2 separate regions of the Mus musculus genome follow, and region 1 is linked to region 2. The links are chromatin contacts, called in public Micro-C maps. All regions are on one chromosome and are shown on one strand. The core of a region is the stretch at or near the end of the contact, and the rest is flanking DNA. Distances in the headings are between cores, read along the strand shown.

Region 1 (6,217 bases), core at 2,519-5,018, 43 kb before region 2:
TCCTAGTTGTTTCTAGTGATAAGCACCATGACCAAAAGCAGCTTGTGGAGGAAATGGTTTATTTCAGCTTCTAAGAAGAGAACTTAGGGCAGGAACCCAAGGCAGGAACCTGAAAGCAGGGACTGAAGCAGGGACCATGACAGAATGCTACTTTCTCGCTTGTTCCTCATGATTTGGTCAGCTCGCCTTTTTAAAACAGTTCAGGCTCACCTACCCAGGAGTTGTACCACTCACGGAGGGCTAGGCCCTTTCTCATCAAACATCAATCAAAAAAGTGCCCCTAAGATTTGCCCACAGGCCAATCTGCTGGATGCTGTGCTGGGTACTGTTCATGTCTTGACACAAACTAGAATCATCTGAGAGGAGGGAACCACAACTGAAAAAATACCCCCAGAACAGCGACTCTCAACCCTAAGCTGCAACCCTTGAATACAGTTCCTCATGTTGTGGTGACCCCCAACTATACAATTATTTTTGTTGCTACTTCATACATGTAATTTTCCTACTGTTATGAGTCATAATGTAAATGTCTGTCCTCTTCTACCGTGCGTGGTGCCATTCCTGGACTGGTTGTCCTGGGAGCTACATCAAAGCAGGTTGAGTAACGGTAAGCAGCACTCCACCATAGCTTCTGCATCAGGTCCTGCCGTCAGGTTCCTTCCCTAAATTCCTTTTATGAACAGCGATGCGGAAGTGAAAGCAAAATAAACCCTTACTTCTCCAAGTTGCTTTTGGTCAAGGTGTTTCATCATCCCAAACCCTAGGACAGAGAGAGGCATTTCCTCAGCTGAGATTCTCTCTTCCTAGATGATGTCAAGTTGACACTGGCACAACATATGACATCTAACCCACTGCTGCTGCTGCTGCTTACTTCTCTCTCTCTCTCTCTGACTCTCTGTCTCTGTCTATCTCTGTCTCTCTCTCTGTCTCTCTGTCTCTGTCTCTCTCTCTCTCTCTTTATTTATTCACTTTGGTTTCTCAAGACAAAGATCCTCTTTGTAGCCCTGTCTGTTCTGAAACTCACTCTGTAGACCAGGCTGTCCTTGAACTCAGGTGATGTCTGCCTCTGCCCCGAGTGCTGCTGGGATTTAAGGCACGTGCCACCACAGCGTGTCCATGGTAGAGGTTTTTGATGTATTGTCAGATCAAATGAAACTCCATTTTTCTCATATTCCAAAAGGCAGAAGGAAGAAATGGCTGACTGTGGTGTCCATTAGCAGACCAAAGTCTATGCTGGCCTCCAGGCTCCCTCAGAATCACAAGTACTCAGGACACATACGAAGTCCGTGCTGGCCGACATCCTGGCTCTTCTCACCTCCTCCCCTCCCCTCTCCTCTCCAGCTCACCAGCTCACAGGCTTATGTCCCCAGCTATTCATTCTCCTGCTATTTCTTCACATCACTCTCTGGTCTTCAGCACTTTCCCTTTCTCTCTCTTTCTCTATGCTCCTTCCCATCTCTATCTGCTCTGGTCCTGCTTCCCTCCTAGTCAGCTCCAGTCTGCCATCCATGTGCAGTCTATTACTTTCTCTCTCGGCTCTGGACAATGCCATGCTCTCATGTCTACAATAAAACCACACCATGGAGTGGTCATGTCATCAGTTTATACAGTTATAAACAATGCCTTAATATTTTACAAAACCTTATTTTTTCCTGACACTCTTTTTTAAAAGAGTTCTAAAAGTGGAACTTTTGAATCAGATTTGTCTTAGTTAGGGTTTCATTGCTGTAAAGAGACACCATAACCAAGGTAACTCTTATAAAGTCAGCTGATTGGGGCAGGGTTACAGTTTCAGAGTTTAGTCCTTTATCGTGGTGGGAATCATGGCAGCATGGAGGAAGACGGGGTGTTGGAGGAGCTGAGAGTTCTACATCTTGATCCAAAGGCAGCCAGGGGACTGGGTTCCACACTGGGCAGAGCTTGAGCATATGAGACCTCAAAACCCACCTCCACAACAACACAAGTCCTCCAACAAGGCCACACCCACTTCAGCAAGGCCACACCCACTTCAACAAGGCTACATCTCCTAATGGGCCAAGCATTCAAACACATGAATCTATGGGGACCATACCTATTCAAACCTCCGCAAGATTATGTAAACATTTTAAAGTATCCTGCTATTTTTCAGAAGCCTCCTACTAATTACTGCTATTCTTAATAGGCCGTGGGAGTTCCTACTGTTGCACTCACTGGTGAATTACTATTTGAAGACAAAGGCTACTGATAAAACAACACATCACTGTTTTTATGTACATTTCATGTATTCTGTAGATTTGATGTAAAATTCTAAAAGAAGGGAGCTGTAGAGATGGCTCACTAGTTAGGGGAGTATATGCTCTTGCAGACAACCCAAGTTTGATTTGCAGTACTGAGGCTGGGTGGCTCACAACTGCCTATAAGTACAGCCTCAAAAGGCATGTTTGTGTAGATGCTTGTGTGCATGCACGCACGCGCGCACACACACACATTCACACACACTCACAGATTCAAAATAAAAATCAATCAGCTCAGCAGTTAAGAGGACCTAGGTTCAATTCCCAGCACCTCCATGGCAACTTGCAGCTGTCTGTAACCCTAGTTCCAGGGGATCTGATACCATCTCACAGACATATATGTAGGCAGAACACCAAAATAAACAAACAAACAAGCTGGACAGTGGTGGCACACACTTTAATCTCAGAACTCTGGAGGCAGAGGCATGTGGATCTCTGTGAGTTCTAGGCCACCTTGATCTACAGAGTGAGTTCACAGCCAGGGCTACACAGAAAAACCCTGCCTTGGAAAACCAAAACGAAAAAAGCAAATGAATAAACAAACAAATAAAATAAATTATTTAAAGTCTCTAAAGAAAAATACAAACAAAATTGTCTAACAAATATTAATTCAGAGTGACGGAAGATAGATCAGCAGGGGACTGGGCACTAGGGACAGGCAAAGACAAAAAGCCAGAGTTTGTGATTACTACTTGTGTTTTGTAGTTTTTTGTTTTGTTTTGTTTTGTTTTGAGACATGGTCTAACGTAGCTGCCATTGACCTTGAATTATGTCTTCCCAAATCCTAGTATGACAGCAGAGCACTACCACACTTAGTTAATTGTTTTACTTGGATCTTACACAGCGTTCTTTGGATTTAGGTGAGTATTTCACATCTAAAGACAGCCTTCCTTTAAAATCATCCAGATTTCTTAATTTTTTTTCTCTGATATATGGTAGGATGCATTTACTTGTACAAGATATTTTATTTATTTATGTCTGTTTTCTTGGTGCTGGAGATCTGGTGCTAGAGCGAACTGCAGCTCTAGCCATGTGCATGTTAATTTAAAGGAAAAGGATGCAACACTCCCACGCATCTCTAAAGTACAGTACATTTTTAATCATTATTTTGCAAGACGCAGGAAGAATCCAAATTAGAAAGTGAACGGTTTGCAAAACACAGGAAATATCCAAATTAGAAAGTGAAATGACGTCAGAGCCAAGGCTTCAGAGCTAGTATCAAGCTGGCCTTGCACATCTGTTCTGATGTTTAAGTTACTCAGAGCGGTTTAAAGAGTGGAGATGAACGACTTTTTCAACAAAAACTCTAGGAACCGCTGTTTACAAGGAGCACACAGTAGACAACACCTTCCTTAACTTTCTTGCCCTTCTTCATTACTACAGACACAGGAAACCAAGAGGCTATAGAGGCAGGAATGAGCTCACGCTGACATGACGTCACGAGCACTTGACGTCAGAAGGCGGTTGCCACGGGGACCGTTCGCCACCGACGGCAGAGTCGTGAAACTCCATCACCACACGACTCGGTTTTGGCCTCCGCGGGGTTGAAGCTGCTAGAGACGCTTCAACCTTAAGGGGGCCTCAGGGAGAGAGGAGTGGCGCCGCGGCGGAGCGCTCCCTCTCCGCGGCTGTGGGGATTCCTGCCGCGGCCTGGGCGGCGGCGGCCGCTCCGCGTCTCCTCGTCGCTGCAGCGCGCGGGGCGGATCCGCCATATTGGAGCCGGGGCTGCAGGTTCCGTGCGGCGGCGGCGGCGAGAGGCGGGCCTGGCAGCGGGGCCCGCGCGGCAGCGGCGGACGCGGGGGAACGCATGAGCCGCCGCGGCTAGCCTCTTCCCCGCCCACCGCCTGCGCTGGGTCGTCGGGACCCGGCCGGGAGGGGCCGCGGCGGCCGCAGGATGTTCTCTAAGAAGCCGCACGGGGACGTGAAGAAGTCCACCCAGAAGGTGCTGGACACCAAGAAGGACGCGCTGACCCGCCTCAAGCACCTGCGCATCGTCATCGGTGAGGGGAGCCGCGACCCCGGGGCGCCGCCGCGGCGGCCTTGCTGCCCCCGGCCTGTCACCCCGCGAGCTCCGGGCTTCGCCCTCGCGACCTGGCGCGGTCGGGAGTGAGGGCCGGCGGCGCCTCTGCCCACGCGCGGGCGGGCGGCGAGGGAAGGGGACAGCTTGGCAGTTGGTACAAATCAGTCAGCACCAGCACGGAGAGACCCACGTTGGAGTTCCTGGTCTGATTGTTTAAAAAAAAAAAAATGACAGTCAGGCCAGAAACTTAAGTCCTTGATGAGACTTCAGGGACACTTGGCGTTGTGGGTAATGGTGTTTAGAGGGTGTGCTTGCCATCTGACTACTGCCATCCCCACCCGAGTGCAAAGCAAAGCAAAGCAAAGCGCTGGCTCGGCCAGTGGAACCCGTAGTCTTTCAAGTTTTTTTGGCAGGTGAGGGCCCTGGAGGAAGCAGTTGCACCTCTTTGGGAAGTGGGTGGTTCCTGAAGCTTGGGGAAAGAACCCCGCCCTATACACCCTGTTCTTCATTTGCTGTCCTTTAGGAAGAAAACTAATTATAGAGAAGAAGGTTCTCGTGAACGATACAGAATTAAGTTTTCATTAAAAATTTCTTACTCTCTGCCGTCTCATCAACTTTAGTGTCTCTGAAGACCGAAGCAAGCTAGATTTGGGATAAAGTGTTAAGCGAGGATTTTTGGATACTTGGTCATAGACAACTTGGATTTTTTTTTTTTTTTAAATGAAGAAATTTTGAGGTAAAAAGGAAAGTTGACCAGGGCTTAGACATATAGAATGACAATAGGATAGCTGAGGTTAGATCTCAGATGTCTGAATTCTAATTCAGAGTTTATCATCTCAAGCTGTCCTCCTAATTTCTGTCTGTTTTGGAAAGTGACTTATATGTTTAGTGGTGTGTCCTCTGTTTCATGGATGGATTTCTCTACTGTGTTGTGACTAATACCACCAATGATACCCAACATTTGTGTGGTGTTTTGCTGTCTACAAAGGGTCTCACATGAATTAGTATAATCCAACATGACCATCTGTCTAGAAATAGAGATATTATTTGCCATTTTAAAAAATATATAAACAAAAAAGTTGAAGATGGATGGAGCTGGTGGAGACTAACGACCACAACGAAGCCTAGATTTTCTGTCTCTGATTTGTTTTTCAGCCTTCCTACATGTCTGACAGCTAGTCTTAGTTATCACAAGTACTTATACCTGTGGTATAGTGAGAAAGCAATTAAATCCATCTTATGTAAACCATTTAAATATGGTAGAGGTTTTTAACATTTCCATTTTGGAGTTAAGTCATTGAAGATTTGCGTGAAAAGATATGCTGAGACACGCAAAGTCATCGGCACGTAAATGTATTACAAAATAACGGCCGTTTGAAAGTGGACACTTGGTGCAATCTGACTCTCACTTGAGACAAGCTGTAGATTGCATAAATGCAGTTGTAACTATAAAGCTGAGTTACAGCAGGGTATTGAGAGTTCCTAAATTACCTGCCACAGCATAGAGGGTTTTGTGGTTGTGTGTATGTGTGTAGTGTGTGCATGTGTGTTTCCTAACTTGGGAAACATCAGATGTATTACTACCACACATGTTGGATATTTTGTAGGACCTGGCTTCCTCAGTTCGAAAATGGAATACTTAAGAAAGCAAAAAAACCTTTTGCTTTCATAATTTAAGGAGTCTTTTAAGAATGAAATCACCAGGAATGTCTTACCTTTCACAACTTTCTTATGTACCTGTGCCCTGTGAGAAGCCCACACTCAAGTGTAGAACCACAGTGCTTAACCAAACACATTGTGCCAAAAGCAGTTATCATGTCTGGAAACACTTTTTCTGTGGAGAGTTGCTACTACATATAAGTATGCTAAATGCTGCTAAACAGAAAAGTCCCTCACAACAGTACCCATGCCCTACATATCAGAA
Region 2 (6,871 bases), core at 472-2,971:
GGAAAGAACCCAGATGCCCCTCAACAGAGGAATGGATACAGAAAATGTGGTACATCTACACAATGGAGTACTACTCAGCTATTAAAAAGAATGAATTTATGAAATTCCTAGCCAAATGGATGGACCTGGAGGGCATCATCCTGAGTGAGGTAACACAATCACAAAGGAACTCACACAATATGTACTCACTGATAAGTGGATACTAGCCCAAAACCTTGTTCTTTTTTTTTTAATATTTTTTATTACGTATTTTCCTCAATTACATTTCCAATGCTATCCCAAAAGTCCCCCATACCCTCCCCCCCACTCCCCTACCCACCCACTCCCACTTTTTGGCCCTGGCGTTCCCCTGTACTAGGGCATATAAAGTTTGCAAGTCCAATGGGCCTCTCTTTCCAGTGATGGCCGACTAGGCCATCTTTTGATACATACGCAGCTAGAGTCAAGAGCTCCGGGGTACTGGTTAGTTCAGAATGTTGTTGCACCTACAGGGTTGCAGTTCCCTTTAGCTCCTTGGATACTTTCTCTAGTTCCTCCATTGGGGGCCCTGTGATCCATCCAATAGCTGACTGTGAGCATCCACTTATGTGTTTGCTAGGCCCCGGCCTAGTCTCACAGGAGACAGCTATATCAGGGTCCTTTCAGCAAACACTTGCTAGTGTATGCAATGGTGTCATCGTTTGGAGGCTAATTATGGGATGGATCCCTGGATATGGCACTCTCTAGATGGTCCTTCCTTTTGTCTCAGCTCCAAACTTTGTCTCTGTAACTCCTTCCATGGGTATTGTTTCCAATTCTAAGAAGGGGCAAAGTGTCCACACTTTGGTCTTCATTCTTCTTCAGTTTTATGTGTTTTGCAAATTGTATCTTATATCTCCGGTATACTAAGTTTCTGGGCTAATATCCACTTATTAGTGAGTACATATCATTTGAGTTCTTTTGTGATTGTGTTACCTCACTCAGGATGATGCCTTCCAGGTCCAACCATTTGCCTAGGAATTTCATAATTCATTCCTTTTAATAGCTGAGTAGTACTCCATTGTGTAAATGTACCACATTTTTTTGTATCCATTCCTCTGTTGAGGGGCATCTGGGTTCTTTCCAGCTTCTGGCTATTATAAATAAGGCTGCTATGAACATAGTGGAGCATGTGTCCTTCTTACCAGTTGGGACATCTTCTGGATATATGCCCAGGAGAGGTATTGCTGGATCCTCCGGTAGTACTATGTCCAATTTTCTGAGGAACCACCAGACTGATTTCCAGAGTGGTTGTACAACTTGCAATCCCACCAACAATGAAGGAGTGTTCCTCTTTCTCCACATCCACGCCAGCATCTGCTGTCACCTGAATTTTTGATCTTAGCCATTCTGACTGGTGTGAGATGGAATCTTAGGGTTGTTTTGATTTGCATTTCTCTGATGATTAAGGTATATTCATTTTTATTCTGGCATTTTTCTTATAATTATTTTGAGAATCATCCATACTCCTGTATGGATCAGTATTTTGCTTTAATTTTTTTAGAAATTTATTCTTTGAAAATTTTCACGTATGTATGCATTGTATTTTTATCATTACCACCTCCTTCCAGCTTTCCTCAGGACACCCTGCCTGTCTCCATTCTGATTTTTCTTCTCTTTTTCATCATCATCCCCCCTGAATCTAGTTAAGTGTTGAGCAGTTGTGCATGGGTATGGGGCCCCCTGCTGGGGCAACCTGTGCAGCTACATTCCCAGAGAAAAGTGACTAAACTTTCCTCAGTAGCTCAACTGCCTATGGCTCATTTGCCAAGACTAGTTCTTGACAGCCTGTCTCCCATCCACCCTGGACTTTGACTGGCTTGATCTTATGCAGGCGGCCACAGCTTCTGTGAGTTGATTTGTGCAGCAGCTCATGTAATGTCCTGAAAACAGCACTTCACAACTGTCCTTCCCCATCCATTGGCTTTTACATTCTTTCTATTCCCTCTTCTGTGATGGTCTACAAACCTTGGATGGGGATATATTCTGACCCATCTCTGGCTAAGCATTCACAGTCACTTATCAGCATTCTTATTAGTTTCTGATCAGGAGTTTCTGTATTAACCATGACTCACTGTAAGAAAAAGCTTTTCTGACAATGATTGAGAGGGAATTTTTATATATCTTTAGTGTATATCTTTATGCTCTGATTAAAGTGATGTCTGCCAGGCCTTTTCAATGTGGTAGTAATATTTTTCTTTTTAAAATCAATAAATATTTGGGGGAAAATGTATTGTGTAACCTCCTCTTCAAAATTTTACTTAAATATTTTATTGAAGACTTCTTCCTGAATTTTTACTGTGATGTTGCCAGCCAATGATTGTTGACAGACAGCTTTATTGAGCTGGTATGTACATGCAGTCTGGCTGTCACATAGAATGTAGCTTAGTAGATGTTTTTAAGGACTGTGCTGCTCTAAGTACAGATAACTTTTGAAATAGTTTAGTTTCCTCTCATAGGAAATCTAAGTTCCATTAAGAGTCTTTTCACTCTAGAATCACTCCATCTGCTGCCCTGGGGAAACTCTAATCTATAGATGCTAAACTGAACATTTCAAATAAATGAAGTCATTTAGTGAAGCTAAAATAGACTCATACATTGTACTGTTCTCTTATCTTTAATGTATACCCTGCTTCCTGTTCTTGGACTTTGGTGTTTGCACTTGCCTACTCAGGGCTGTAGCAGCTAAACTATATTTAAAAGACTCTGTTTTCCTGGGATGATTGTAATAATACTGTTTATTTTTAGGTAAAAAGTTTAGAATGGAAGAACAAAGAAAACCAAGAAAGGGGATTTTCATTTTTGTTTTCACATTTTAAGAAGTTTTACTTGCCTTATATTTTCCCAAACATTTGCAAGGAGAATAGTTTGTATCATCCTGTACTTGGTAAGTATAATTTAGAATTTTACAGTTTACAGAGTAAGATGTCAGTGGCATTTGTTACTTACAGAACACTGACCACTCTACTATTTGTATTGATGCTATACCCAGATTTATAACAAAAGTACATTTACAGTAATACATTTTCACTGAGAATGGGAAAATTTCACAAAAAGTTGTTCTTTGGATCTTACCCAGTAGTTAATAGTAGTTTAACTTGGATTCTAATGTTTCTATGATCGTTAGTGTATGTGTATATATTTATTTTTTTAAATTTTGAGACACAGAGTTGGTAAGTCACCTAGGATGGCCTGGGTCTTGGTACATAACCCAACTGGTCTCAAACATGTGATTTTTCTGTCTCACCCACTAAGTGCTGGGGTTGCAGGTATGCACCACCATGCCTGACCTTATTATGTATTATGAATTTTTCCCCCTATGATTTCTCAAGGATTCTCTTAACTGTTAAATTGTATAAATAGTTAAATTGTTTTCTCTTTTTGTCATTTCTTGTCTGATTTTTAGTGTTTTTGCAAAATGACCTTGACATTAGAGCCTTTTGTACAAATCTGGTTTAGAGGCAGACGTGGGTCTTATAGAAAAGGGAGAGACAAGTCTATTCTGAAGAGACGCTCCTCATAGAACATCTTCAGGCAGCTAGCAGGCTTGGGCAGTGCCTTAGTGGCCATCTCATTGAGTGTTTTGGTTTGCTTGTTTGGTTTTGTTTTTGCTTTTGTTTCAAGACGGTTTCTCTGGCTGTCCAGGAACTCACTATGTGGACCAGGCTTGCCTCAAACTCAAAGATCCTCCTGCCTCTGCCTCCCGAATGCTAGGTTGATTGAATTTTGGAAAAGACATGTTTTTGTTTTGGTTTGGTTTTTTATATTAGCCTAATATATGGTTCTTCTAGGTTCTTAGGTAGCATCTATCATCATAGAATTATTTATTTTTTTATTAACACTTATAAAATCAGTGAAGTGTCACAATATCTTCTGAAGACTTTTAAGATGAAGGCTTAGCTACGGGTAATGTGCTTTTCACTTTATGTTTTGTTTTCTCTTTTTATATAGATATCCCACAGATCAGACCAAAGCCTCATTATGTGATGATAAAGAAGGATGCTGAAACCAATGAAACAATATATTGTACAAAAGAGCCTTTCATCCAGGCTCGGGTTATTGTCATTCGTTGGCTGGTTTCTTTCTGGCTGGAGCCAAAACCACATTCAGGACCTAATATTCCTGGGATGGAAGGTGAAGTCTTGCCAAAGAATATTCAGGTAATGTTTAATAAAATAAGCAACGTTAAGTGGCTTCCTGAGTTTACCTGCCTTAGGTATACTGCATATTTAAAATGGACGCTAGTGATGGTTTATTTGAATAAATCTATCTCAAAACTCAAACTTTAACTGTTCTTGCAGAAGTAGTATGTATTTTCTTAATAGAAAATAAAATTTGTATAATAATATATATTTTTAAAGAAAGCTTAAGAGATGCAGAAGATGATTTTAGCCATATATTAGTCTTAGGTTCTAGTTTATCTCAGTATTAATGGAATAATAGTCTCCTTTGGAGATTACTGAAACTGCAGATAGTATGGACCTTTGTATGCTGTTTCCCCTAATTTAGTGTATGATAGTTTTAGTGTAACTGTGGTTCTCATGCTTGCATGACAATCAGTTCATTTCCTACTACCTTATCCTCTGACCTCATCTTTTTTCATTTCTAAACATTCACAGAATATAGATATGAAGTCTAGCCCAAATACCTCCAATTATCAGTAGATACTGAGTCTAAAAACAAAATAGGATGTTATAGCTATAAAGCGTATAAACATGTATTTTAAATTACATGTTTGCTTGTTTTAAATTGGACAGTTTATCTCATTTTCATACTTTTTTTTCTGGTTCTCTTTTCCCTTAATGTGTTTTCCCTACATACACATGTATGTATGTGTTTGTTTGTTTGTTTTACTGAGTGATGCCATTTATCTGAGTTGACACATACTTAAAATATCAAGTCTTTGTTTTCTATGAATTAAAATACTTTTTTATTGAAAATATAATATATTTTGATTTTTCCCCAGATCCTTCCCACCTCTCTATCCACCCAACTTTATGTTTTTTTCCTCTCTCTTTAAAACAGAAAAGCCAAAAACAAGAAACATACACACATACACAATGGAAAATAAAAAATAAGCAGAAAACCAGTAAGAAAATAATAAAAAATAAAATGTCCAGACAAAGCAAAATGTGACAAAGAGTCTGCAAAAGCTCCATTGAGTTTATCTTGTGTTGGCTATCTAGTCCTAGCCGTAGAGCCTTCTCTAAGGTGTGCTTAATTTAGCCAGTGAGATTCCATTAGAGAAAAATGACTTTTTCCCTTTGCCAGTGGGTTTCAGTTGCTGATAGCATCTTGGTTACAGGTGGGAATCCCATGTCCACACCCACTGCGAAGTGCTGGGATCCTATCTGTCTTGAATCTGTGTCAAGTACTGTGCGTACTTTCACAGTAGCTGAATTTATTCGTGCATCAGTCCTGTTACTTATTGAAGATATGGTTTCTTTGGTATCATCTGTTCTCTGCAGCTCTTACAATTTTTCTGCCTCCTCTTCCAAATAGATCCCTGAGCCTTGAGAGGAAAGATTTTTATGAAGAAATCCTATTTAGATGGAGTACTCCCAAAGTCTCTCATTCTCTATGCATTGTTCAGTTGTGGGTCACGTTTGTTCCTGTTTACTGAAAGAGGAAGTCCTCTGATGAGGGCTGAATGCGGTACTGACATGTCACTGTCCTTAGAGCCCATTTATTGCTATGCTCCCTTAGCAGCATCATATCAGGTTTTCCCCAAGAAGCATGAAATGTCTAGTCTCAAGTTCTTGGCCACTTGAGCAGTGTTAGATACGGGTGCCATCTCATGAAATGGGCCTTAAATCCAGTCAGAAAATGGTTACTCCCATGACATCTACAGGCTGTTGTAGGTAACAGGAATTGTACCTGAGTGATTCTGATGACTAGTAGGGTTGAAGCTTCTAATTAACCAGTTTGATGTCTTCAGCAGCAGGGTCTTATCATCAGGTGGAGAGGGAGAGTGACTATTGCCTGTGATGTTTGGCTATTTCCACTGGGTCTCTTTGGCCAACAAGTAAACAAGATCCAATCCATTCTGGCAATGGAGGTTTTACTTAGTGGCATAAGATGCTTAGTTAGGGCTTTGTCTCTTACTATTCGGGAACTTCATTTAAATTCCACCATGTATGTATAGATTGTAGGAAGCTTCTGCAGTAGTAGATTTCCATATGGCTTTTTAAATGGCCTTTAGAGTTTGTTGTTCCTCTCCTTTATCCTTTTATCCCTCTCCCTGTATAATCTTCCTATTCTAGTTTTTCCTTATTGCTCCGTAATGTTATCTCACCATATTAAGTACTTAACCTCTGTGGGGACTGTAGCACAGAAATCAAAGGTTTGAAAACTAGCAGCCACATCTAAGAGAAGACATGCAATATTTTTTTTTGGTCTGAGTTACCTCACTCAGGATGATTTTATTTTTAATTCCATCAATTCACTTTTGACTGTCTTCCTTCCTTCCTTCCTTCCTTCCTTCCTTCCTTCCTTCCTTCCTTTCTTTCTTTCTTTCTTTCTTTCTCTCTTTCTTACAGTTGAATTCCATTGTGTAAAATGTACTATGTTTTCTTTTTTTCTTTTTTTAAAGATTTATTTATTGATTATATGTAAGTACACTGTAGCTGTCTTCAGACACTCCAGAAGAGGGAGTCAGATCTCGTTACGGATGGTTGTGAGCCACCATGTGGTTGCTGGGATTTGAACTCTGGACCTTCGGAAGAGCAGTCGGGTGCTCTTACCCACTGAGCCATCTCACCAACCCCTTTTAATTCTCTCTCTCTCTTTTTTTTTTTATTTGATTTTTCGAGACAGGGTTTCTCTATTTAGCCCTGGCTGTCCTGGAACTCAC

What was found. Hi-C and Micro-C count contacts between places; a contact is called where the count stands out from the background.
Region 1: a contact with region 2 is called in a Micro-C map of granulosa cells, with 2.6 times the contacts expected there. The contact joins the promoter of Ralgapa1 here to the enhancer-like site in region 2. A contact is called at or near these places in 14 of 39 promoter capture datasets (the 3T3-L1 cell line, 3T3-L1-derived adipocytes, the C10 cell line and 8 more), 8 of 15 datasets of contacts at CTCF or cohesin (CD8 T cells, the G1E-ER4 cell line, the NIH/3T3 cell line and 4 more), 131 of 484 Hi-C or Micro-C datasets (the AML12 cell line, B cells, the Ba/F3 cell line and 80 more), 21 of 115 datasets of contacts at active chromatin or transcription factors (the 230-238 cell line, CD8 T cells, the SCID.adh cell line and 15 more) and 3 of 9 other capture datasets (adipose tissue, liver and pancreatic islet).

What each region holds. Positions count from the first base shown.
Region 1 is chr12:55,818,718-55,824,934 of GRCm38.p6, reverse strand. It overlaps Ralgapa1 (Ral GTPase activating protein, alpha subunit 1), which reads left to right and starts at 3,768. Exons shown (of 42, transcript NM_001368814.1): 1 at 3,768-4,273. The coding sequence starts at 4,168.
Region 2 is chr12:55,773,326-55,780,196 of GRCm38.p6, reverse strand. It overlaps Ralgapa1 (Ral GTPase activating protein, alpha subunit 1), which reads left to right. Exons shown (of 42, transcript NM_001368814.1): 8 at 2,767-2,905; 9 at 3,970-4,178. Among named protein-coding and RNA genes, the nearest start is that of Ralgapa1, 44 kb to the left of the region's middle. Within about 2 kb of position 1,721, at least 3 of the 459 cell types and tissues checked have an H3K27ac peak or open chromatin away from gene starts, as enhancers often do. A contact at or near this core is called in granulosa cells, where this site is marked.